7 separate regions of the Mus musculus genome follow, and regions 2, 3, 4, 5, 6 and 7 are each linked to region 1. The links are chromatin contacts, called in public promoter capture Hi-C maps. All regions are on one chromosome and are shown on one strand. The core of a region is the stretch at or near the end of the contact, and the rest is flanking DNA. Distances in the headings are between cores, read along the strand shown.

Region 1 (3,913 bases), core at 716-3,215:
ACTCTCCTCCTTTCCAAGAAGCAAACTATTAAAGTCTAAGTTTCTCAAATATCATCTTTTTCAAAACTGGAATATATGACTTTATCAGGGTAGCAAAGTAAGGTTAGCAGATCCAAAAACACGTTTTATTCTAAATCTAAAGTTAAATTTACCATTCAATATTTTCATACTAATTCCCACTTAAGCAAAATTTAAAGTGTCTCATGAAATCATATGAAGAACAAAGTATCTAACAAAAAAAAAAAAAAAAAAAAAAGGCTAGGAGATCCAAAAAGAGGGCAAAGTTATCCAAAGAAATGAGGGTTGGGGGAGGGAGCTACTCAAAAAAGCTGTGACGTGGCTGGCAGTCAGGGCACATACCTTTTAATCCCAGTCAGCACTCAGGAGGCAGAGGCAGGTGCATATCTGTGAACACTAGGCCAGCCTGATATACAGAGATAGTTCCAGGACAGCCAAGGTAACATAGAAAAACAGTCTTGAAGAAAAGAAAAGTTGGGACAGATGATAGTAGAGATTAAACAAAATCTATAAAAGCAAGGTAAGGTAAATTCACAGTGTTTTAGCATTCCTCAAACAAACTGTATCCTGAAAGATTGAGAAGGCTGGTCAAAGAGAAATACATTGCTATATAATGCAGAATGATAAACTTGGAGGTTCATTATTTAAAAAGAGGAGGGGAGAACAGGTCCCAAACATGAAATGTGAAAAACTTTCAAACAAATTTAATCATGACCCTCAATGGAGAAATTAAGATGGATGGATGGGTAGATAAATTGATACTCCCAAGTTTCTAGTCATTTCTACAGAGCATCTTTATTCTGCCCACATTTAGCTGTCTGGATAGACCAGAATTCCAGTCTTAAACTACTACCTATGTTCCTTGCTACATGAAATCCTACAGTACGTTAAGCCTTAGGATGGTCAGCTTAACCTACATATGTGAGCATTACTTTTCTATACCTCTAATTTAACACTCAGAGTGCTAAATGTTTTCCTAAAAGAGTATAAAGTCTCAAGGTCGACAAGTAGAGCCAAATAAAAACAGCTGCATGCATGCCCTTCCAGTCCCTAGTAGAAACCTAGTAAAAATGTGCTACCACTTAAAACATATTACTCCCTCTCTCCCTCAACACAGAGAGAGAGAGAGAGAGAGAGAGAGAGAGAGAGAGAGCGCTGCAGCAACTTTTACGAAATGGTAATTTATTAAGTGCTCTCCCTGAAATAAGTTTCAGTGGGTTGTGCATCTTAGGAACTCGGATTTTCCTGAGCCAACTGAAACATGCAAGCACCCTACACATCGGACTCTGTAGACCTGGGAAATAAAGCGTTGGGGGCACCAAACTCCCCTATGCACTAAAATGAAATCTGGTCTTCCCATCCAAGGCAACTTCAAAAACAATAGTTAGGAAAGGAAAAAAAAAAATTAAGGGTTGATTCAAGTGATTCCCACGTGGGAATCCATGGGAGTTTCCCTGAAACAAAAACCACTGCCAGAATAAGGTTGCCAGGAAAAGGCATGGGACAGAGCTGGCCATAGGCTTTCTCAGTTTAGTGTCCAAAAAGGTGCAAGTGTCCACTCTGGAGACACAGCTGCTCTAAGAAAAAACTCCGAGTACTTGCATTACTCCTGCAAACTGACACTTTCTCCTATTGGTAGAAAGGAAAGGTTTCCACTGCCAACCCTCCCGAGGAACAGCCGAACTCCAGCATCAAAGCACCCACCCGCTCCCACTTGTCACCTTATAATGTCCCCCTCCCCCGGGTCCACTCACGCTTCAGAGTCGAGCGGTGGCGCTGACAATGTGGCTGGCTCCCTTCCTCCTTCGGGCTGAGGCGGGCAGCTGCGGAAGGCTGGCTAGGCGCGGAACTGAGGAAGAAGCGGTGCTAGCGTCGCTCCACCAAGCAGCTACCCGGGTCTCTTCCGCGCTGCTGGGATAGAGGCGGCGGTGGCGGCCCCGCTCGCTCACCGCTTTTTCTCTTCCTGGGTCCCTGCAGACTGTGGTGGCTTCAGCCCGTCCTGGGCCACTTGTCCCGGGACAGTCACGATCAGAAAGCTCGAAGATTTTGTTTGGGTAAAGTTTCCTCTGGGCGGAGGCTGCAGCCGGCCCCCCAGGTTCCCCCCCGGCCCCACCGCCCTGGGGGGCTGGGGCGGGGAGGGGGCGCCGAGAACTCCTGGAGTCCCGCCGAGGAGCCGGGGTGCGGCGGCAGGCCCAAAGAGAAGCCCCCCCAGAGGGGGTGGAGGGGAGGGGAGGGGAAGGAGAGGACAGCGGCGCCGGGGCCGCTCACCACGCCGCCGCGGCCGTTTCACATCGGGGTCCCCGCCCCCCCGGCCCGGAGGTGGCTCCTGGGCTGGGGGCCGGGGTTCATACACTCCGCTATGGGATGCTACGGCCCCGGGCGGCTGGTGTGGACAGCGGCAAGGCTGGGGACCCGGCGGGCTCGGATCGGCGCCGCCCCCGCTCCCGGCTCCCGCATGTGTCGCGGCGGCCGGGACCCCCTCCCTACACCTCGGGGGGTCCTTCGTCCCACAGTCCGGGACGAGGCAGAAAGCCCAGCCCCTCGCGGGCGTCCTCTCCCGGCTGAGCAGCTACGAGTCCCGACCCGCGGCAGCCGCCTCCCTGCCCCCCGGCCGCGGGCTCCGGCTCGGGCTCGGGCTCGGGCTCCGGCTCCGGCTCCGGCTGGGGCTCCGGCTTCGGCGTGTGCAGCAGCCGCTGCCGGCCGGGAATGTAAGGGGGGGAGCCGACGGCGGCCGCGGCTCCCGATGGCCCGGGCTGCGGCAAAGGTCTTGGCGGCGGCCAGTGCACGGATGCCGGGTCTCTCGGATGCTCGCTCACTCACTCGCTCTCACGCTCTCCCCGGCGGCGGCGGCAGCGCCCGAAGCTCAGCTTCTGTCTCTCTCTCGCTCTGTGCGGGGCTCTCGCCTCACTCCACAGAGGGGCGGGAGGAGAGTGGCGCCCAGCGATGACGTAAGTCGCCTAGCAACCGCTCTCCTCCCCCTCCCTTCCCCTTCCTCTCTGCGCCTTCCTCTCCGGGCCTCTTCTCCCCATCTCCAGCCACCCCGCCCTGGGAGGCTGCGGCGCGTTCTGATGACGCACCAAGGGAAGAGGAAGTCGCGATCTGCGAGCGGGTGGGTGCGCCTCGGGCCGCGGGACTGCTGCTGCTGCTGCTGCTGCTGCTGCTACCGCCGCCGCTGCCGCCGCCGCCTCTACGGCCGCGTCAGAACTGAAGAGAGGAAGGGGAGGAGCCCAGGCGAGCCTAAGCTACCGCCTGATCTTACCCCTGACCCTAGGGCGGCGCGGAGAGGGAGCTCTGTCGCCGTTCCCTCCGGGGCAGGTGCGGACTGCTCCTCTGGGAATGAGGAGGCCCGGGATCGGGCTAGGGCGCGCAACACCCGAAGGTGAGGCTTTTGGCCCGGAGCAGATCCTGGAACCGAGAGACGGCTGGAAAAGTTAACCTACAGCCAGTGGCTGCACCTGCTCCCGGGAGCGAACGTCCCACCCTTCCCTTGGCGTGGGGTGAAACCTTGCGCCGCATTGTGTGTAGTAGTGCACTACGAAGGTTTGATGAGTGAATGAATGAATTAATGCCTCTAGCACAGCAATAGCGGGACTCAGAGGTGATAGTGGAAGCGCACGCGTTTTGTAAGTTGAAGCGTAGAAACAAGTTGTACTACATCTCCCTCCTCACCCCCACCCGCCCCCTGCCACGAAAGAAAAAGGATGCCGTTTCTTCAGAGTCGCAACTTCAGAGTTTTGTGGGAAAGGAGGCGAATTGGCAGGACTGGGGAACAGGGCTGAAAGAGAATCAACATCTAGGATATTATTTAGGGGATTTCTATGTTTTCAAGGGGCGAATGTAGTCGAGCCCCCTTTTAAAAGTAATTCTTGCTTGTTTGGATTTTTTGGAGCTTTTT
Region 2 (3,394 bases), core at 381-2,880, 1.1 Mb before region 1:
TTGCCCATTTGCTTTGGCCCTGTGACAGTAAAGCACACCACTGTGGGTGCTCATGACATTTGAGAAAATGCTTATTTTATAATTGTTGAGACTGTTAATGTTTTTGTTCTTCAGCCCCCCAAGAGTGCTTGACAAACAAAAGTTACCCAATGGGTATTTGCTGAGTAAAGGAATGATTTGCCCATATTCCAAAGGCAGAGCAGACCTGTGACCTGCTGTTCGCAAAACCCTGCTCTCTTATTCCGTCCCCCCTACCCCCGATTTATATTCAGGAACCATTTTTTTTTTATCTTCAGGCGGCAAAAGCGAAAGTTGGTGATTCGGGCATGGTGGTGGTGGTGGTGGTGGTGGTGATGTACAGATAGTAGGAGAAAGCATGAAGTTTGTACCATCCAGTTGCTATGGGTGCAAGGAAAATTAGAAAACTAGATCTGCCCGATTTTGGTTATCTCCGGAGGTCATTCATGCAGAACAAAGGAAGACTCTTCCTCAGAAGCAGGATTTGGTGAGGCGCCAGTAGGATGCTGTGGTGGAAAACCTCCACATCCGTTTTCTCAGACTGTGGTGTAGCCCCATCCGCTGGGAGGAGGACTCAATTCAAGTTTCAGCCACACTAACCACAGGGCAATGCAAATAGCAAGAGAGCCGCTAACCAAGATTCAAATTCCTCCTATGGGATTTAAAGTACAGGAAGCAGAGCCTGGACAGACCGTCCAAGCACATAGGGCGTGGAGACTGAAGGGGAGAGCTGGCGTGGCATGCTGTTCTCAGTCCTTAGGCAAAGGTCGCCCCAGGTCGAGGGTTGGGCCCTGGAAGAGGATAATGTACCACACAGTGCCAAAGGGCCACCACCTCCCTGCTGTTCTCCATTCTCCTGAGCTCCGAGTTGCGAACTTTCATCCTTGCTAAGGACTATTCATTTAACAGCCCTTTCTTTTTGGCTGGAGGTAGGGTGGCAGTGGGGACAGTTGCCAGTGAATGAACGACACACACCTATGCAATACCCTCAAGCTCACAAATAAGGTCCGAACGACTAAAATTACCCCTAAGAAACTAAACTGCAAAACTGCAACTCTTTGCTTCCTTGCTGGAACCAAATGGCCTCCTGTTCATTCAGGCGAGTTTTCCAGTCCAGTAAAAGGAGATCACGTTCATCTTTTGCCTCAGATCTACTGGGACTGTCCTGTCATGTTAAAGTTCAAATATCTCAGGAAGACGAGACCAGGCGAAGGGAATCCGCGTGGGGCGATGCGTACGGCTCCGCACTCAAACCTTCTGGAAGTGGGAAATCTAAGACGTCCGCGCGTCGCGGTGTGCAGCTTCCTTTCCTCAGAAAACCCTAGAAACCAGCCGGGCGTGCCTGCCTGTCAGGCGTGACGCGGGAGGAGGGATGAAGTTCGCCAGAGAGGCGAGCCCCCAAGGGCGAGGCGTCCTCCACAACGCTCCAGTTCAAGTTTCGGTGGAAACTTTCTCGCAGAGGCCCCGCCCCCTTCACCTAGGAAACCGGTGCGCGCTGTAGTCGCGCAATTCGAGTCTCCCGAGCACCTGGCGGAGGCGGGTCTGGGCGACAGGGCGGGGCTTACTGGGGGCGGGGTCGGAGGCGGTGGAGGCCCTGGGGGCGGGGCCCCTGAGTCGCTCGGCAGGTTGGGCCCCGCCCCTGCCACCTCCCTGCCTCGGAGGGTGCGGGCTGTGGGGCGGGGACCAGCCCGAGACCTGCGAAGCTCCGTCACCCGCTGACGTGCTGGAGAAAAGTTGTGCCCCGACCTTCTCTAGCTGGGTGATTTGTCCCCGGGTCCTCAGACTGAGTTGAAGCCAGGGCTGGAGGTCACCGCGCCCAGACGCCCGAGGGCAGCTGCCCGGGCGCCTGGAGTTGGGTGTTAGGCCCAGAGGAGCCGGCTCAGTCCTCTGTTGTGCCCTGTGCGCTGGAGGCTCGGTTGTTCTCCCGCACCCGGGACCGTCGCACAAACTTTCTGACTGTCTAGGGGACACTGCGTAGCAGGAGGATCCGCGGCCGCACGCAGGTAAGAAATCTGTGCTTGAAGGCTTGCTTTTATTTTATTTTAGGGTGTTGGAGGAGGAAGAGACTGTCCCGAGAACCTCCTTCCTGCATCCTGCTGGGTGGCAGGAGCAGGTTTTGGAGAGAGGACTGGTAGGACGGCTGGGGAAGTCCAGTGACTACCCGGGACGCTGGGGGCTCCTGCAGGCGACGTTACTCAGGACTGACCCTGGAAGAAGAAGGCCAGCTTGTTTTGACGGAGGAAGATGTCATCAGGCTCTCCACCTCTTTTCTCAGTCCCTTGGGTCGCAGCGCCTGGGTCCCCCAGGAATAATTGGCAGAGACGATGAGATCTAGGTCTGTCTTCCTCTCCAAACCTTTCCTGGCATACACCAGAGTCAGAGGCGGTGCCACTGGGCTTGCAGCACTTTCCTGCTGTGAGGAATTTATTGTTGGGTTACTGTTGCTCAATTTCATAAATTCTCTGATGAAACTGAGTTTGAGTTATGGTTATCAGTGTGTGTATATGTATGTATGTGCGCGTGTGTGTGTGCTTGTTTTCCCTGGTTTCAACAAAGCTCCCTTGTTAACCCCACTCCTGCGAGGTTAGCTAGCTATTGTTTTATTTCAAGCTCGGGTGGGTGAGGTGTTGGGGGTGACAGCTACTGTGTTTGCTTGGAGTTTTGGGACTCCTGTGAGTGGGTGCTGAGAATTAGCCCAGGTTGGCTTTAGCCTCCTGTACTTGACAGATCAGCTGTCAACTATTCTACAGGTATTGCAGCCCTAGCCATCCAGGCGCAGGGGGTACCACATCCCCTCCTTTAAGAGAAAAGAGCTCCAAATGAAGACAGGCTGTTCTCAGGAGGAGGAAGGGGGTGGGGTGGGCGGGGGAGATGGCAGACCAATTGTTGCTTTCTTTAGATGGGGCCTACTACTCTGTGGGCTGCTCTGGGAGGGCCCTGCTATCAAGTTCATCTCATTAGGAAGTCAGCTGCTTTCAGCTAATAGCCATAGCAGCTCTGATGAAATTATATAGGTCATTGAAAAATAATTCCTGCTTAATCACCTTTATCCTGTTGATTAGCAAGGGGAAGATTTCCTGTCCTTAATGTACCTGCCTGACCTCTCTTGTGCACCTGGTGTGAAGATGCACCTGGTGTGAAGCTGCCTGGACCTAATGGACCCCAGCCAATGTCCTCATTTGGATAATGTCAGTGGTCTTGGGAAAGAAACTGGGTGAGAGATTCAGTCCAATATGGTAGACAGGTTGGCTTTATTTCTCAGATAAAGACTGATTTCTTTGAATACCAGCAAATTCTTTCTCATGACACTGATAAGAATTTTATCCATCTTTGCTTTGATACAAGTTAAGTTTGAGGTCTCGTATGCCGTTTGTCT
Region 3 (3,816 bases), core at 425-2,924, 1.1 Mb before region 1:
CTTCAAAAACTCTGTGAAATATTGTATCTCCATTTTATGTATGTGGACAGTTTATAAGATCCATGCTAAAAATAGATACATTGAACAAGGCTGAAGCATTCCAAATATATGGGATTTGTGATTCATTAGCTTGAGCTCTGCCTAGAACGATGAAGGAAATTTTTATCATGGAACAAAAACAAACATCAGGATATATCAATGCCTTCCTGTGTGTGGACATAGCTAGAAAGCATATACATTTGTCAGAAATTTTTATGTTGTAAATGACAAAGCTCGAATAAAAATCACTTAGAAAAAACAATAAAAGGGAGGATAGGCTGGCTCAGGAGTGGAAAGGGCTGAGGGTAGATGGTTAGCCTTAAGGTTCAGCTATGACTGAGTCCAAGGGCAAGTTTAGCTCCATGAAAGTAAAGTCATATCTTGGATGCACGGTGCAGGACAGGAGTGGCCAGGGTTGTCCTGAGCCAGGGTAGGAAGCTCACATACCTCAAGTGACAGACTTGGGTAGGGAGCCAGCAGTTTCCATGGGAACATCAGTTGCTTTTAGAAGAAAGAATGGTTGGTAGACATCAAGCCTAGCAGATCTCTACAACCAGTCCTGCCTTCAAGGCGTGCTCCCCCTGCCTCAGAAATTCTTACTCTTAGAACTATGTCTTTATGACTTGAGCCTCAGGAGTTCTCTTCAGTACTGTAGATATTCTGAGGCAAAGGTTTGCAATGCCGGTGGTATATTAGAGTCACGTGGGTAGCCAAAAACTCTTTTGGGAATGTGGGTGTCTGAGCTCACCATCTTAAGCTCATCAATGGGCTGGCGGTACAGCATCAGTTGTAGACCGCTTTCTTAGCTTTCCTGAGGCCATGGGTCCATATGCAGTACTGAAAAAGGAAGCAAGCAAACAAAACCATCCACACTCCAAACTTTGACCCTACTGGAAGAGTTTGAAAGGAGCAGTACTTTGTGCACAGTTGAGAGCCTATCTCTCGGACCTTCCTTCTCCTCCCTTGCTCTTTCTTCTTGATGTCAGTGTCTGTGGCCATTTAGTAGTTGCCTCAGGAACACTGACAGAGCTAAGTATAACGGAACTGCATGAAGAGAATGTATTGTATCATACACCACCTTGTTCCGGGTTTCTGCACACTAGATTTCTACTGTGTCACTTTGGGACTTACTGTCTCCAAGATATGAGAAAGGATGGGTAACGTGAGGAACCTTTCCAGCCCTGTAGGGGAGGAGATCGGATTGTGGGGCAGGACTGTTTACAGTCCATGTAGCATGTGGAAGACAACCAAACCCACTGGAATCCAAAGAATGCCGAGCCTTAGGAGTTCTTGCTAGCATGTGGAAAGTCCCACAGAGAAGAATAATCTCCACTTGTTTGAGGGCTTCCTTCAATATGACTAAAGGACGGTGTGGGGGAGAGGGCGGGCGCTACAGCTGGGTAGGTTTTTGTTTGTTTTAGTTAAATGCTCAAGGCACTAAAGTAGTGTTTATTACAAGGGAAATATCACACAGACTATCAGTTTGGGCTTGTAAATTTCCAATTTGAGAGTTGAAGGAAAATGGTCACAGTTTTAAATTGGATTTAAAAAATCGGTCAGGAAAGGAATCTAAGCAGCTTTGCTGAGGCCTCCGTGCTGCAGTACCACCCATGGCCACAGGGATGCAGTGCAGCTCAGCAGACAGTAGGAACCCTGGAGAGGCGGGTTCCAGGGAATCCTCGCTAGGGCAGTAAAAACCGACCTCCTGGAACCAGGGGGAAGACATTCTTTATCCCTGCCATCCATGTCGCCCCTCAGTTCTAAGCTCTGTGGTTTATTAAACGACAGTTACTACAGGCTTATTGCACGTTCCCTTACTCCAGTGCGCAGTGGTCTTGCCTTGGGAAAAATTTCGAAGTAATAGAAATATCTAATGATGAAGGGCTGGTAAAATGACTTGCTAAATGTTCATACAAAAGAAAACAGTGCAGCTATGTAACTGTGTTCCAGACATTATTTTAAAGGCAGGGAAAATGATAAACGAGAATAAATTTTGTAAATAAATAAATAGCCCGTTATGGTGACAAATTTGTAACCCCCTGTACTCAGGGGGCTAAGTAGGGCAGGGGGATTACAAGTTAGAGACTAGCTTGTGTCTCACAATGGGACTTTATCTAAAAAAGAAAAAAAGAAGTGTGTGTGTGTGCCTGGGAATTGAGGAGGTGGCTTAGCTAGTAAAGTGCTTGCCGCTAAGCACGAGGACCTGAATTTGGAAAGCAGGGCGCTGTAACCCTAGAGCTGCAGAGGCAGACGGGAGGATCCCTGGGGTCTGCTGGTCAGCTCGCTCTAGGTTCAGCAAGACCCTGGCTCAGAAGCTAAGGTGTCAGGTAGTTAAGGTAAGTCACTCCCATGTAAACCTCCATTTCATGAATGCCCGAAAAATAGGCATATGTGTGCCCACAAATACCCACCCCCGCAGTCAAACAACGACAATAACAAAAGCAAAGTCCAGATACCCAAACGATTTGAGATTCTAGTGTTCTTAAAGTGTTTAAGAGGCACATACACATAATAAAATCTCTAATTGGTAGACTTATTGTTGAAGTCTAATTTTCCTCTTATGTTTTATAATTTTATAAAATAAGAAACAAAAGCACTTTTATAGTTAGGAGAAAATTATTGAGGAAAATAACGGAACAGATGGATATCCAGTCTTGCACGTGAAGAAGAGGACAGATCCTAGCTAGCTGAGGCTGGAGATGCTTGCTGTATTGGCCCACGTTTGCTGACTGATAGGCTGGCTCGCCCTTAATGTTAGCCAGGGATGGAGAAGCCGACTCAAAAGGCCTTGGAAAGAGCATTTCAACAAATCACTAATTAGTCGTAATTATATGTGATTATTGACTTTCTTATGGATTTAAAATTTCCCTGTAGTAAGCACACACAGTTTATTTAAAATACTTACAAATAGAAGTATATATGCAAATATTGGCTATTGAATTGTCACTTATATTTTCCTTTAGTTTAGTCTTTGCACTTATTTTCTTAGCATTGACTTTATGAAGCTATCAAGTGAGCCATCTTGCAGTGCCCTGCTCTCTAAATTTGCCTGACTATTTCTCGAGGTGCCCTTGAATACACCAGATGTATTTCCTGGAAACAGGAAATTAAGCCATAGGCAGGAAGAGATTCAGGTCACATTTTTTTTTTTTTTTTTTTTTTTTGGGCAGGCGTATGTGCTGGGAAATGCTGTGTACGTCATAATTTATGCTATTGGGAGTCATAGCAGGTTGTCCCAGTTCAGGGTCAGTCCGTGGTCACTTGGCCTCATGCCATTGGACAGAACATGCTCACAGGAGACTATGCTAGGAGAGGCTCTTCACCACCTGGTGGATAGTAAGCAGAAAGACAAACAGACACATTACTTTTGTTGTTGTTGTTTGTTTGTTTTTAGCAACAAGGTTTTTCTGTGTAGCCTTAGAAAGTCTCTTTGTTATTTTTGAGATTATAATATAATTACATCATTTCCCCCTTCTCTTTTCTTCCCTCCACCTCCCCAAATGCCCCTCCTTGCTCTTTTTTCATTAATTGTTGTCACGTGCATATTCATCTATATTCCTAAATACAACCCTCTCAGTCTGTATAATGTGACTTATATGCATGTGTTTTCAGGGCTGGGCATTTGGTGTTGGACAACTAATTGGTGTGCTCTTCCTTCCTGGGGCAGACCCTATCTCCCACTCTCAGCCTCCCTTAGATGCCTGCAGCTCTGTGTAGGGTTGAGGCCTCGTGGGCTTTTCCCTGTCCACTCTGGCCTGCCTGCTGTCTTTGTTCAGC
Region 4 (3,375 bases), core at 345-2,844, 1.2 Mb before region 1:
TTTCTTCTAAAAGGTACCAAGAATCCAAGGTACTTATGCACTTTTAAAATCTGTAAGCAACCAAGGCACAACTTTGCAAACTTTTTCATGGTACTGAATTATTTACGCAGCAGTTAAGTGTTGTTTCAGTTAGGCTTACATTGAACAAAACTACCGATTATTATCACTTGGTGTTCATGGTAACAGTCAAGTGTCTTACTCTAAAAAAGGCCCCGTGGCAGGCAGGCAGGCAGGCATAAAGTTAATTTTAAGCTTCCGGAATGTCTTACTCGGAATACGCTTACCGACTTTTTTTTTTTTTTTTTTTTTTTGCTTTTATCCCATTTTCTGCCCTCCAATTCCACAGACCCAACTTTCTCCTGGTGGTCACACAGAGGAGCCTCTCCATGTTCCCTTTCTAAGAAGGCTCCAGTCTGGTGCCTGGATTTCCCATGACTCTTCCCAATCCCTTCACCTCTTTATGCATCTTCTAGGTTAATTCTTCCATCCAGTTTCAGATAACTGTGGTTAACCAGCTGGCCTAATAATTTCCTCTCCATTACGGTTACATTGAAAACCCACCCCAGGTAAAGGGAAGGAGGGTGGATCTACATTTAATTTTATACTTATGCACCAAGCTATTTGATTCGTGCTTCGTTGGTGTGTCCCAAAACAAGATCTTAAAGGTAACTAACTATAGGCCCCCAAATGACCTCCATCCAAAAGAATTCCCTTCTCCAATACTACATTGGGCACTCCCGGTTTACAACGGGGAGGGCAGTTGCAACAAATTAACTCTCCAGCAGAAAATCAGCGCTGTGGGGGAGGGAAGGAAGGGACTAGAGGTCCGAAGTTCACCGGCTGCTGAAACAAGACTTGATTCAGCATGGGCACGTGGTCTGACCAGGTTGGGGTGGCCCAGGCGAAACCGTAGGGATGGGTCGTGGTCCAGAGAGAGATAGACGTAGGGCATGGCCTCTGACTCACCTACAGATAAGTAATCACCCAGCCACAAGTACCAGCCGCCTTGGATTTAGTTTCCACGGAAATTTTGGAGTTTCGGCTCCAGGGCCACTAACAGGTAAAAGAGACCAATCTGAATTCTCTCAAAAAGGAGAAAAGGAGGCTAAGGATAGAAAGGCCACTGTCCCGCCCTCTCGCCATCAGGAGTTAAAGGTGTCAGTCCCCTCCAGGCAGCATCGAGAGCAGCTGCCGAGCTGGGCAGGGCATGAGTGGGCGCGGAGAACCCGGTCCTAGATGCTCCCAACCCCCCGTGCGCCCCTGGTCCCCGCGTCCCCCGCGTCTCACCTGCAGCCGAGTGGCCCGGGAGCGCGCGGCTCCGGGCGCGGCGCGGGCCCCCAAGCTCGCGGCGCTCTCGCAGCTCTTCCTCCTCGTCCTCCCGCCGCCGGCCCTCAGCCATGGGCGAGGCGCCGCCGCGCAGCCCAGGGACGGCGGGCGAGCTGCGGGCAGCGGATGGCCCTCGCCAGCGCGCTCGGCGGGGAAGGAGGGCTCCACCTGCAGCGCGGAGCTGGGGCGCGGGCTGGGCCGAGCTCCCCGCCTTCTGGGCACGCACCGGCGGCCTGCAGCTCCTCGGCAGCTCGCTTCCCGTCCGGTTCCCTTCCCCGCCCCACAGAGGTCCAGCCTGGGATCGGGCGGGCTCCCGACCGGCCTCGCCTCCTCGGGGAGGGGTTTCGGGCTGCTGAGGCCGCCCTCCAGCCGCACAAGCTGGAAACACCCCCACAACCCAAACAGACGTGCACAAAATAAATAAAGGGGTTGGGGAGTTGAGAGAGAGAGACAAGGAGGCTTGGCCTCTTCCTGCCCTTTCACAATATTCCAGAGTCAACAGGAAACCCATTCGCTTGACACTTAAACAAAAGGGGGAGGAACCGGTTCCTAGGCGAGTCTTGGAGAGATGCACAAACTGGGAGAGGCTGAACTTCACTTGGGGCACACCACCTAGAGTTGAGTCTAGACTCTAAGAGATCTCTGTCTCTCTGTCTCTGTCTCTCCTCTGTCTCTCTGTCTCTGTCTCTCTCTCTCTCTCACACACACACACACACACACACGTCTTAATTTGGCCTGAAACTCCTGATCATTCTGCCTCTTAAGTGGTGGAATTACAGTAGTATGCTACCATATCCGCCCCCCCCCCTTATATCACCCCTTAAAAAGTACCTCATTAGGGAATAGGTTTTTTGGTATTACTGTTTTCCTTTTTTGGTAGTCAAAGTACTCTGTGATACATGTCATAAATTAGTTCAAAGGCACAGAGTGTGCAACAGCAAGGATGAGCCCCATGTACGCTATGAACTTTGTGGGCGATAAAGATGCGCCTGGAGCAGGATTAAGTTTATTAGTTGTAACAAATGTGCCCCGATATGGAGGATGGTGGTGAGGAGGGAAGCTATGCATAAGGGGGTCAGGGAGAGCATTTGTACTTTCATTTCAGCTTTACCGAGAACACAATACTGGTCTAAACAGTACAGTCTAATTTCTTTTAAATACTAGGTAGGACTTGAGGTTGGGGGAGGGGGGTAGAACAGTTCCCCAGTTTGGGTGAAGCTTATCTCTGGCACTGTAAAAAATAAATACATAAACAAATGAATAAAGCCTCCCAGTATTCAGTTAATTGAGGGTTAGGAGAAGGCCACCATCCCTAGAAGTTCAGGGAGAAATGTGTTAAAGGAGTTCCATACCCAATGATTTGTAGAGAGGTGATTTGGCCAAGTGGTAGGAGAGCTGGCTCTGAAGTCAGAGGCTGTAATTTGAGGCACTTAACTGCGGGACCTACCCCCTGCACACTGCTCCAAAGCTGGAAAGAGCAATGTAACAAAAGTCATTGTACATACCTATCACACACAGCTAAAGTTCTGTAGGTGCACATACATAATTTCACACCGAGGGACAGATTCTGGAATGTCACAAAAAGATACTGAAACAGCAGGCAAGAATGCTCCCTTAGGAAAGGGCTGTGTGGGATGAACAGGCCTTTATCTGCAGCCTCTGGCTCTTGTTCTGAGAGCTTGTGAGAGCCCCCAGTGTTCGCAGTGCTGGAAGAAGAAAGGAAGAGAGAGGTCACTGAGGCAGAGGCGTTGCCACTGTTGCTTTACCTCCTCAGTGGTAACTGTTGCTGCCTGAGAAAAACTATTTCTGTTTTTAGGCAGATAAGAACAAAATTCAATTTTAAGAAATTGAGGTCAGATCCACAAGTTAAAACACCACTTCCGCATAAGCAGTTAAATAAGTGAACTCTTGGATCGCTCAGAATTAAAACGGGGAGAAAGAATTCTGACCTCAAAGGGTTGTCCTAAGTGTTGGGGATCACTTTACGTGGAAGTGTGTCTATCGCTGGCCTTCAGGAATGAGGAATAATTTGGAGGTCCCTCTCTGACA
Region 5 (3,688 bases), core at 1,031-3,530, 1.7 Mb before region 1:
TTCTTTTCCCTGTGGTCCCATACTCCACGGGAGTACACCCCTCTGGCCTGTAACACCTCCAAGGCAGGGACTATAGAACGCACTAGTTACCCGGCTACATGGCATGGTCTGGGTCCTGCAGCACCAAAGCCTCCCTGACCAGCGGGAAACCGCTGGCCGCAGCTAGCCGCCTAGTAGTGCATTCACTCTTAGGAACGCCCATGAAACTACTGTCCCAGAGGCTCTCTGATGCTTACTTTGCAAGGTTCTTCCCAACTCCTCGCTACTTAAAACGGCCCCCAAGCGATAAATCCCGCTTGGTTTAAAAAAGAAAAACCCAAATACTCTTTAGAAAGGAGCTTTAGCATCAAGGTGGAGGCGGGTCAAGTCTCCAGCCCTCCGGACCACCAAAGACTAAGAACGAATGAAGGGGTAGGGATCCAAGCATCTCATGCCCAGTAGAAAGAAACATTAGCTCTCTCGGTAGCAACTGAATTCAGGTTCTGGTAGGTTTCAAAAAATGCAAGTCAAGCTCTCCTACGGGGTTTTACAAAAGTTATACACAGCTTTTTAAAAAAAAAAAAAAACGGGCTAAAGATTTTATTTTCCCTATGCATAACCCACGGCTTAAATATTATCTGCCAAATCAACCTAAAAATAGCCCTTAACTACCTGAGTGTATTAAAACAACTGAGAGCCCTGGCATCTTAAATTCTGAGATAAACTCCCAGTAGCAAGTGAATCACCTTGCTGCAGCCCTTGTTTTTCCAAAAGTCCTACGAGGCAGCAATCACACAGCTTGTTAAGGATAACACATATTCTAAGGAACAAGAGCGACTGAGTTTTAGTGGGATGCAGGGGAGGAGGAAGGCCATCTGGGTAATCAATAACAGTAAAGTTATAGATTTTTATCCCAGTCAACTCCTTTAAAAGCAAGAATCAATTATGAAAATAAAATTATTCTAAACCAGTACTGCCCAAGAATATGTTCACAATTAACGTCACAGTATTTAAAAAATTAAGAAAACCTGAATTCAGGCTCATTTTTTTCCTTCATTTTAATTTAAGTCTAAACTATTTTGGTAGCTTATTTCAATCAGCAAGTATAACCAAGTAATGTATGCTAATATATAAACTTACAGTTTCTCAAAACTCACATATTTTCTCTCTAGTTATTGGTAAATTCCTATAAGAGTAAAATAATGACACAAAGATAGCTAAATCTAAATTATGAAATAAGGATCAAAAACATATCTGGAGTAGTTTTTGTCCTGTTCTGTATTTTTAACAGCATATGGAAATTACTAACAAGAGATTTATGGTTATAGACTGTCATCCTATCCCCTCCTTTACACATACACAGCAATTCTCCAGCTCTTGGCAACAATGGGATGGGAGGGAAAGAGAAGGGGGGGGGGACTACAAAATTTAAGTCCTTTCTTAAGCTCCCCTTCCTGCTCTCATTTGCCTTCAAGCCAAAGACAGTTTGTTAGAGTCTGCACCTTCTGCAGAATGTTCAGAGACTTAAAACCAAAAGTGAAGCTCACTGAAAGCACTACTACTTTGCAGGAATTGATCCAGCCATACCCAGAGAAGAATCCCTTCTATGAAGACTCTCCTCCTCACTGCAACGGTAAGAAAAGAGGATAAAAAAGAAAATGGGACTATGAAACGAGTGAGAGCATTTGGCTTCTGTCTAGTCCCATTTTCTCACCCCCCACGCCCCCTTTATCAAGTGCAGTGTGGTGGCTGCTGAGGTCCCAAGCTTGTCCTCTCTCTCTCTTTCTCTCGGATTGGCTAAAGCACTGACAGCTTGCATAGGGATTGTAGGAACTGAAGCTCCACCCCTTCACGGTGGCCCAGAACCATTCATAAACTAAGGAGAGAGAGAGAGAGAGAGAGAGAGAGAGAGAGAGAGAGAGAGAGAGAGAGAGAGAGAGAGAGAGAGAGAAGTGTGGGGGGCAGGTATCAGAGGACAGGGGGATGAGGTAGAGACTGCAAACGCAACCCAGAGGAGAGGAAAAACCCGGACTCCTTAGACCTGCACACCAGATACAACGTAAGCAACGATTTAGTCACACTAAAATAGATTTTGCTAGGGCCAAAAGTATAAATAACGAGGCAGAAAAGAATATCAAACAACTTGCAGCAGTTTGCACCTAGAGAAAGGCAGGAAGAACCCACCACAAACAAACCAACCCAATCCAAACAACGCCTCCAGTAGGAAGCCAGGAAAACTGCTACGACACAACCCCCTGAGAAGAGAGGAGACTAGCACGCTGAGACCGCGCGGGGCGTCTGCAAACCTCAGAGTGCGCTGCGGCCTGAGCTGTACTTCGCTGCTCTCCGGGCATTAATTACATCCTTCACTTTCCTTTTGGGGGAGGGTAAGGAAGGCATCACCTACGCTGAGCGAAGGCGTCCAACCATCGAGGGAGAAGTTTCAGAATGAACCACTGAATGTTTTTGTCTTATTTTTAAATTTACTTTGGCACTTATAAGACTTCATTTCCAGATATCTGGGCAATCGTGGCTGCTGCGGACATCTAAGCCTAGCCTCTTGGTAACCTAGTTTTTTCTCTCTCACGATTTCATCCATCTCTCCCGCACAAGGAGAGGCTCGTCTTTATTTTTGCAGGTACTTTCCCCCCTAAATAATATTATTTCTAATTTTCTGCGGAAGAAAGAAAAGAAAATTCCAAAGAGGGAAAAGAAAAGGCCAGCCGGCTATATCATCAGCCGGTCAGCCCAGGTGGAAAGCAAGAGTGAAATTGGGGCTTCAGGGGGAACGCACCGCCTTTCCACAGCCGCAGGGCCACCACCAGTGCGTGAGCCTTGGATCCCTCAACGTATTGCGAGACGCCGGTGTACAGCCCGGACCTGTGCCCCAACATGATCGCCGCTCAGGCCAAGCTGGTTTACCAGCTCAATAAATACTACACCGAGCGCTGCCAGGCGCGCAAGGCTGCGATCGCCAAGACCATCCGAGAAGTCTGCAAGGTAGTGTCGGATGTGCTAAAGGAAGTGGAGGTGCAAGAGCCCCGCTTCATCAGCTCTCTGAGTGAGATTGACGCCCGCTACGAGGGGCTGGAGGTAATCTCGCCCACCGAGTTCGAGGTGGTACTCTACCTCAACCAGATGGGAGTCTTCAACTTCGTGGACGACGGATCTCTGCCCGGCTGTGCCGTGCTCAAACTAAGCGATGGGCGGAAGCGGAGCATGTCTCTTTGGGTCGAGTTCATCACAGCGTCTGGCTACCTTTCTGCGCGCAAGATCCGCTCGCGTTTCCAGACACTAGTAGCCCAGGCGGTGGACAAGTGCAGCTACCGGGACGTGGTCAAGATGATCGCCGACACTAGTGAGGTCAAGTTGCGCATCAGGGAGCGCTACGTGGTGCAAATCACCCCAGCGTTCAAGTGCACCGGGATCTGGCCTCGCAGCGCGGCACAGTGGCCTATGCCCCACATCCCCTGGCCCGGCCCCAATCGGGTGGCGGAGGTCAAGGCCGAAGGGTTCAACTTGCTCTCCAAGGAGTGCTACTCGCTGACTGGCAAGCAGAGCTCCGCAGAAAGCGACGCCTGGGTGCTGCAGTTCGGTGAGGCGGAGAACCGCTTGCTGATGGGCGGCTGTAGAAACAAGTGCCTCTCGGTGCTGAAGACGCTGCGGGACCGCCACCTGGAGCTGCCTGGCCAGCCGCTCAATAACTACC
Region 6 (3,625 bases), core at 962-3,461, 1.4 Mb before region 1:
CAAGATTACATTTTAAAAAATTAGTTTTTTGTGGAAAAGGAATAGATGAATTTGCGTTTCATCTGGAAGCTCACTGTTGAAAGTTCAAACACAAGATCCCCAAAGTAGTAAAGTTGGATGATGGATACCCAGAGATCACTACACTATTCTAATATATATAATATGCATATATTATATATATGTTTCAATAATAGTTTCAAAAATGTGTATATATGTATGTATCTTTCAGTATATCAAAAATCATAATACAATAATAAAGAAATAAAATATAGCTTAAAGTTTTACGCTTCAAAAGTAAGTGCCTATACCTATATCACCTATACCTATTTTGTCATTCTATAATCTGTATTGCAAATAACCGGACTAACAGTAAAAGCCTAATGAAGGAAATAATTAACTGCCGGGAATAAAACAGTCTAACCTCAAAAATATAGAGGTAAAAAGAATGGCTACTAAACAGTTATTACAACTACTGCACATTTATATCTGGCACCTTGTATTATCTTCTAACACTGGTTGAATGAGAGAAAATTATTTTAAAACCAAACTCGGTTTCAACTCTTTTAAGTTTATAAGCAACAGAAAACTAAAGTCTAAAGGCTCCACTAAAACTAATTTCTAAAAATGGAATGGAAAAAGAAAAAAAGAAAGTATCTCATATCCACTTAAAATAAGCCATTGCCCACCATAGTATAATCAACAACTTCCAATGACCAAGTTTGTTTCAATGATAAACACAAATTTACAAAAGTATCAAGCTCACACTGTGGCTGCCTCAGGCCTTTTTCAAATTGACATTCAATTATCACAAGATAACCCTAAACCCACTGCAAAATTCAACCTTGGTTAGTTATTTCTAAAACTAAAAGTAGCCAGAATTTTAAAAATACTAATTTACAAGTTAGCCTATATCAGCACTATGAACATGAATTCTGTATTTAAAACTAACTATAGCAAAACATAACTTAGGCAAAAACTTACATTAGCTCCCAAGTCCAAAAAAAAAAAAGTCATTTATTCAAAATATTAAAGAGAAAAATCGCAGGCTTAAACATACACTCCAAGAGGAAAAAAAAGTTACATCCAAATTCTCCATTGAACACCTGACTACACACACACATGCACACACATACACACACAAATATACTTCCACATCAACACTTGCTTAATTAGCACAAAGGTGATCTGTTCATGTTCATTGAAAACCTGAAGCATCAAATTTTGCATAATTCTCTTTAAACTGAAATACAAGTAATTGCTCCATTTAGGTCAAGTAGAATTTTGTGTCTATCCGTGGAAAAAGCCATTAGATTGAGTGAAGCACATGACCCCAACTTCGTCTTGCTCCCCAACTCACCGAGAAAAGTATATGCTTATAAAATATTGATCTACTTACCAGGTTAAAGACAGTTTCTACAATATCCCTATTGGACACTTCTCCAACTTCAACCAACCCCGTCAGCACGGCGAATTTCATTCTGATGCCCCTGATGGGGAGCCCCGGCTTCAGAGACAGCGCACCCCCTTCCGTAGGGGTTTCTTCTTTCCCTCCACCTCCCCCGTCATCACCTGTTGGTGGCCGGGAAGGGGCACGATTGTCTTCACTAGCCATGACTAGTTCACGAGAAAGGACAAGTCAGAGTCACCCTGGGCCAGCAGTCGCTGCACGGAGAAGAGGCACCAACACACACGCAAACGCTAAACCAAAAAGGGTCTCTGTTCCAACTTGCGGAGAAACCCAAAAAAGCAGGAAAGTCCTTGGTCGTCGCCCTCCTCCTCTTGGAGACTATTTGTCCAATCTCTCTCCCGGAGGCTGACAACAACGCCAAAGCCTATTGGAAGATTAAACATCTGTTAAATAGGGTAGGTCTGTCGTGGGATTTTTTAGGGAGGAGAGGGAAATAGTTACTGTCTGTCAAATAAGTTACTAAGGGCACCCCAAGGGCCAGCCGGCCGGCCGCTCCTCCCGGGCTCCATCGCCCGCTCCGCCGAAGGCGGGTCCTCCAGGCCGGCGAGCAGGCTCACTCCTCCCCCCCCCCCCCCAGCCCGCGCAGGTGGTGGGCGCGGGCAGGTGCACCGCGGGGGACTGTCGCCGGCAGAGGACGGGGGGCCCCTGCGACCACTGAGGTCCAAAGTTCCTCCTCACCCGGAGACTCCGGCCTCGTCCTCACCCCCGCCGGGGCGCAGCGAGACGGAGGTGGCGGCGGAGATCCAGGGCAGGAAAAGGCGGGGGAAGGGGGCGGTGATTCTCCTCAGCGCTCGGCCCAGGGGGAGGAGTGGAGCACCTCGCCCGGGCACCTGAGCTCGGCTGAGGAGAGGAAGGGAGGTGTGTGCTGGGGCGGGAAGGCAGGCCCGACGCGCCTGCGGGGACGGGGACAGGGACCGGGACGGGACCGGGGAGAGAAAGGTCAAGGCACCTGGTCGCAGCCTTCAAGTTTCCCTAGTCCGCTCCCCGGGAGCCCGGCGGCTGCCTAGAACTCCGTGCTTCCCTAGGCCGCCCCACCCCTGCGCTCAGCCCTTGCAAACGCAGCTACTGCAGGCGGGGGCGACGCCGCGGCTCGTGCCGCCGCGGTGGCCGAGGATGCTACTGCCACAGAACGCCGGGCTACGGCGCGCGGGACTACCCCTATGCCTACTGAAGCTGCTCCTCGCCGCCATGACAGCGCCGAGGGCCGCCGGGCGCGGCGTGCGCGTGCGCGAGCGCGAGCGCGCGGGGTGGTGGGGCGGGCGAGCGAGCGAGCGGGCGGGCGCCCTAGCGGAGGCGGCTTAGTAGGGGACGTGCGGGCGGGCCCGGAGAATCGCGGGTGAGTGGCGGAGCAGAGCACGCGCGCTCGCTGGAGGTGCCACGCGGGCGGGAGCGCGCCTCGAGAGCGCGCTGCTCAGGTAGAGCCGCGAGCGGCGCGCTTTTCCCTCGCACTCTTCGCCCAGACTGTGCTTTGGCGACGAACGGGAGGCGGGTGCTGTGCAACAGCAGGTCTCTGAGCGCCGAGGGTACCCGCCCCACGTTGTCAAGGTGTCCTCGTGTTGGACTTGGAGAAGGACACCTGAGGGACTTAGGAGTCGTTGAGGTGGCGGCGCTGGAGCCTCTGGGGAGCAGTCTCCACCCCTGACTGAGCTCAGCTGCTGCCTGCCCGCCCGCGGCGCTAACTGGGAAAGATTTCCACTGGGATGCCCTGGCAGCTGCCGCTGCTCGGAGGGGAGGGACAGCGACTGGGAGGATTCCTTGCCTGGCAGCTGCCGCCCCAGCAAAGCTCTCCCACATTCTAAGGAGTAGAGGATTCATTCCTCAGACAGCTGCTCGGAGCTGTGGAGGCGGGATTCACCGGGGGGGTTGGGGGGGGGCTGGAAATGGGAAAGGGGGTTCCTCTCAATTTCCCAGTGTGGAAGTTAAGTTTGCCTCATTATAGATGCTTTTAAATATATATAAATGAGGATTTGAAGCCAGTACAAATTGTCATAGTCTAATGTTGTCATTCTCTTCACTGCCTCTGATGATGGCAAAGCATTGATCCTGGTGCATTAGTATAAAATAAAATGAACATAGAGGAGGTAGTTGTTCTATTAGTATTCTCTGGGATAAGACTTTAAAGTACTAAAATACTCCCAGGTTCCTAAAAATGACGGG
Region 7 (3,595 bases), core at 872-3,371, 1.8 Mb after region 1:
ACAGAGAAACCCTGTCTCGAAAAACAAAACAAAACAAAACAAAACAAAGAGTCTGAGAGCAGAAGCTAAAATCACACACAAACTGATTCACTACAAACAAGATGACATAGCAGGGATGCCCCTAATTACTGGGTACTGGTTACTTTTCTATTGCTATGGCAAACACCATTCTGGAGGCAATTTAGAAAATAAAGTATTTAACTAGGGGGTCATGGCTCAAGAGGATAGAGTCCTTGGCCATAAGAGTAGGGAGCATGAGAGCAGGCAGGCAAGCACAGTGCTGGAGCAGCAGCCGAGAGCTTACATCTGATTGGCAAGCATGATGTGTGGGGTGGGGGTGGGGGGCTGGACAAGAGGGAGGGAGTAGACAAGCAATAAGGGAGCTAACTGGGAATAGTGTAGGCTTTTGAAATCTCACAGCTTCTCCCCAAGGCCACACCTCCTCTAACAAGGCCACACCTCCTAATACTTCCAAAACAGCTCCACCAACTAGAGACCAAGCAAGCATTTAAACGCATGAGCCTATGGAGGCCATTCTCTTTCAAATCATCACACTGGGTGCCTGTAAACTATAGTTAGGTAATGATGTTTTTACTGCAGAAGACAAGACAATAGAAAAATGAGTTACCATTACTTATATTACACTAGAAAGCCACTTGCTATTGCCCAAGCGTCCTGTGAGTATGCACTTTTAAGACCTTTCAAAGTCCCCTCCTCCCCTCTCTCTGCACCCTTCTGTTAATATTAAATACTTTAGCAACTGAAAAGGAATAAAGCTTACCTCTCTTCATCCAAAGGCACGGGTTTTCCATTATCAGCCACAAACATGTCATGGGTCCTCTTCAATGACCTGAACACCAGTGTGTGTACAGAATGCTTCTGTACCTCCTGTAAAGAGACAGCCAAAAATCACACATCTAACAAGAGACCCATACACCCTAATCGACATGAGAGTCATTATGCAATTTCCACGCTAAATATGGAGAAGGATATACACTCCTCAATAACTGTAACAAACTACAGCAATCAACAACGAAGATGAGAAAGCTCCTGTCTGGCCAGAGCTCTTAGAAAAGTAACTGAGTAATGCCTACAATGTGTTCAGTAGATATTTACCGAGCTAGTACTGTATGCGGCATGCAGTGTACTCAAGAGGCAACAGACAAAAATAAGCAAAATAATTCCACATTTTTGGAGGGTTCTATGAAAATAGGCAATGGGATGAGTTGGTGGGGGGAGAATTGGTAGATATAATCAAGAAAGGTTTCTCTCAGGTGATAAGCAGAGAGGGAGACAGCCTTACACGGAATAGAGGTACAAGCAGTGAAAGTGTGGGAAATCCCACTGCAAAGGTGTCCAGATAACTCAGAACCGCAGCAGTTGTGAATGCTGCGGAAGTGTGGGTTTCCAGGGTCGGTGAGGTTTAGACCTCTGCCACCACCAACATTTTTACTCTATAACACTGGAACAGAAAGCAGCACTGAACTACACTCCTGCAATGTGTTCGTTAATCCTAAGCACTTAGACCAGCTGGAAGTTATTGAATGAGTCCGGGCAAAAGATGTTAGGCTAGACTCGGAGGACTGCAGTGGACCTGGAACGCAGTGGGTGGGAGTAAGAAACGTTTGGGATACGCAAGAACAAACAAACAAACAAAATCAAGAACCGCACGCCTCTACTGCGGTAGAGATGAAATAACAGTGGAACTGACAAGACAGCACGGACTAGCATCCCAGCCACGGTGGGAACATCAGAAGCCCCGCCTCCCAGGAGACGGCCAGGTACCTACGACAACACACGGACTGCAGGATTCCCTCAGGCTTCCCGCCGACTGAAGCTCGGACTTGGGATGTCATCGGCCTTCCTCCCACCCCGACGTGCCGAGACCACCAGCTTTGACTACAGTTCCTTTCCCCAGATTCCCACCACTTTCATCCTACACTTCCGTGGGCAAAGCAAAGCTCCAGGGACAAACGACTCCCAAGTACCCAAGCATCACTTTACCTCCACCATGTCGCCGCCGTTTAGTCTACCCCTCCAGCAGCGAAGGAACTCAAATAATCGCCGCAGAAAACGCCGCCACTATTCGGCAGCTCTTTCCGGAGATTGGGGCCCGTCGCCGGACGTGACGCTAACCGCACATGCGTATTGGCAACCCGCCGCGCAGGGGTCGAGGGGCGGAGTCTAGCGGTGGAGGGCGGAAGCTAGGCGGAGTTGCGCGGAGCCTCTTGGAGGAGAGCGGGACTTCGGCAGCCGCTGGGCGGGACTGGGGCGGGGTTTGGGCGGGGACGAACGATGTCTCCAGGCAGAAGGGCGGGTCTCGGCGGAGCTGGGCGGAGTCTCCTGCCTGAGGGCGGAGATTTCAGCCGGAGCTAAGGGAGCGCGCCAGCCTTAACGTTTAGGGGCGGTACCTGCTTCCAGAAGCTTGGTGCTCCTTACTTGGAGGTTTTAAGCAAGCAACTTTTTCGTTTCTTTTCTTTTTTTCGAGACAGGGTTTCTCTATGTAGCCCTGGCTGTCCTGGAACTCACTCTGTAGACCAGGCTGGCCTCGAACTCAGAAATCCTCCTGCTTCTGCCTCCCAAGTGCAGAGATTAAAGGCGTGCGCCGCCACCACTGTCCAGCTTAAACAAGCAATTAAAAAAAAAAAAAAAAAAAGGTTGAGAACTTAAGTTGGTTTTATTTTATTTGGCTTGACGCTAAAGTGTTGAGGTTTTGTGATTTACCCAGGTTAAAAATAAATCTGTGGCTTATATGATCGATCGTTTTCAAATGTTTTCTGTATTGATGTAGTTGCTATTTGCGATCTTAAGGCGTTTTCACAGATTGTGCGTCTTCCTGAACTGTGGTTAAGTTCACGGATACCGTCCTCAGAATACTGCGAATACTTTGAGAAGGATGAAACGTAGCGCCGATACAGCAATGCTCTCGCTCGATTTATATTTTAATTCATTAAAAACATGAAGGTCGTGTTTTTAACCTGAAAATGGACATTTCTAGTCTTTTTAGTTTTGAGCCTTAACGTCAGCGCCATCTTTGTAGCCCGCAAGTAGTCATTTCTAAATGTGAATGTGAGTTTAGCCAAAGGATCTTATTTTCTGTAAAAGTGGCTAATGTTTGTGCACGTTGCAAGGAAATAGTAATAGCCATAGAAAAGAACATTTTAAATCACAAAACACTAAGGAAATGTAAGAAAGACCTTAATGTATCTATGTTAATATAACTACTAGACAACTCTCATTAAACTTGTGAGATACCTTAGTCATCCTGAACACAGCTTATGCAAGGCTCATAAGGGCAGTCTACTGAGGTAAACCACACTAGGTTTTACTCTTCTTACAGCTCTTGAATTAAGCCACCCGTGTGAAAATTTCCTTCTTAAATGAATAGCTTGGGTGATCCTATTATCTAGTCATGAGACCCATAAATCACACATATCATACACAGATCTCCTGTTCATATAGGAACCTGGGTTTTTCTGTTTGCTATGGCCTCCCTCCTATTTTCTTGTATTTGAAGGGATCCAGGATCTTTGGCTGGTTAGGAGTCCCAGTTCAGAGGTGTTGGCGCACGCCTTTAATCCCAGTACTGAGGAGG

The links. Promoter capture Hi-C pulls out the DNA fragments that hold promoters and counts their contacts. Capture Hi-C pulls out chosen DNA fragments and counts their contacts.
Region 2: a promoter capture Hi-C map of embryonic stem cells shows a contact between it and region 1, with 4 times the contacts expected there. The contact joins the promoter of Glt28d2 here to the promoter of Fbxw7 in region 1. A contact is called at or near these places in 6 of 39 promoter capture datasets (the 3T3-L1 cell line, embryonic stem cells, hippocampal neurons and 2 more), 1 of 484 Hi-C or Micro-C datasets (embryonic stem cells) and 5 of 115 datasets of contacts at active chromatin or transcription factors (astrocytes, cardiomyocytes, large pre-B cells and 2 more).
Region 3: a promoter capture Hi-C map of hippocampal neurons shows a contact between it and region 1, with 4 times the contacts expected there. The contact joins the enhancer-like site here to the promoter of Fbxw7 in region 1. A contact is called at or near these places in 3 of 39 promoter capture datasets (frontonasal cranial neural crest, hippocampal neurons and liver) and 3 of 115 datasets of contacts at active chromatin or transcription factors (astrocytes, embryonic forebrain and embryonic stem cells).
Region 4: a contact with region 1 is called in a promoter capture Hi-C map of hippocampal neurons, with 3 times the contacts expected there. The contact joins the promoter of Sh3d19 here to the promoter of Fbxw7 in region 1. A contact is called at or near these places in 4 of 39 promoter capture datasets (hippocampal neurons, liver and stem cell-derived epiblast-like cells) and 3 of 115 datasets of contacts at active chromatin or transcription factors (astrocytes, differentiating embryonic stem cells and pancreatic cancer cells).
Region 5: a contact with region 1 is called in a promoter capture Hi-C map of hippocampal neurons, with 4 times the contacts expected there. The contact joins the promoter of Mab21l2 here to the promoter of Fbxw7 in region 1. A contact is called at or near these places in 2 of 39 promoter capture datasets (cranial neural crest and hippocampal neurons).
Region 6: a promoter capture Hi-C map of adipose tissue shows a contact between it and region 1, with 2.8 times the contacts expected there. The contact joins the promoter of Lrba here to the promoter of Fbxw7 in region 1. A contact is called at or near these places in 5 of 39 promoter capture datasets (the C10 cell line, hippocampal neurons, liver and 2 more) and 2 of 9 other capture datasets (adipose tissue and liver).
Region 7: a promoter capture Hi-C map of pre-B cells shows a contact between it and region 1. The contact joins the promoter of Plrg1 here to the promoter of Fbxw7 in region 1. A contact is called at or near these places in 2 of 39 promoter capture datasets (the C10 cell line and pre-B cells) and 1 of 484 Hi-C or Micro-C datasets (muscle stem cells).

Annotation. Positions count from the first base shown.
Region 1 is chr3:84,813,629-84,817,541 of GRCm38.p6, reverse strand. Fbxw7 (F-box and WD-40 domain protein 7) reads right to left here and starts at 1,965. Exons shown (of 14, transcript NM_001177773.1): 1 at 1,773-1,965. Gm35486 (predicted gene, 35486) reads left to right here and starts at 3,109. Exons shown (of 1, transcript NR_165832.1): 1 at 3,109-3,913.
Region 2 is chr3:85,885,754-85,889,147 of GRCm38.p6, reverse strand. Glt28d2 (glycosyltransferase 28 domain containing 2) reads left to right here and starts at 1,630. Exons shown (of 2, transcript NM_177130.3): 1 at 1,630-2,021.
Region 3 is chr3:85,922,024-85,925,839 of GRCm38.p6, reverse strand. No RefSeq gene overlaps it. Among named protein-coding and RNA genes, the nearest start is that of Gm26204, 15 kb to the right of the region's middle. Within about 2 kb of position 1,674, at least 76 of the 459 cell types and tissues checked have an H3K27ac peak or open chromatin away from gene starts, as enhancers often do. A contact at or near this core is called in hippocampal neurons, where this site is marked.
Region 4 is chr3:85,969,337-85,972,711 of GRCm38.p6, reverse strand. Sh3d19 (SH3 domain protein D19) reads right to left here and starts at 1,594. Exons shown (of 22, transcript NM_001082414.3): 1 at 1,288-1,594.
Region 5 is chr3:86,546,875-86,550,562 of GRCm38.p6, reverse strand. Mab21l2 (mab-21-like 2) reads left to right here and starts at 2,280. Exons shown (of 1, transcript NM_011839.4): 1 at 2,280-3,688. The coding sequence starts at 2,872. All of the region lies in intron 40 of Lrba (LPS-responsive beige-like anchor), which reads right to left. Gm31677 (a long non-coding RNA gene) reads left to right here. Exons shown (of 5, transcript XR_375777.3): 3 at 1,549-1,612.
Region 6 is chr3:86,223,276-86,226,900 of GRCm38.p6, reverse strand. Lrba (LPS-responsive beige-like anchor) reads right to left here and starts at 2,211. Exons shown (of 57, transcript NM_030695.2): 1 at 2,147-2,211; 2 at 1,397-1,832. The coding sequence starts at 1,612.
Region 7 is chr3:83,054,064-83,057,658 of GRCm38.p6, reverse strand. It overlaps Plrg1 (pleiotropic regulator 1), which reads right to left and starts at 2,121. Exons shown (of 15, transcript NM_016784.3): 1 at 2,005-2,121; 2 at 782-888. The coding sequence starts at 2,013.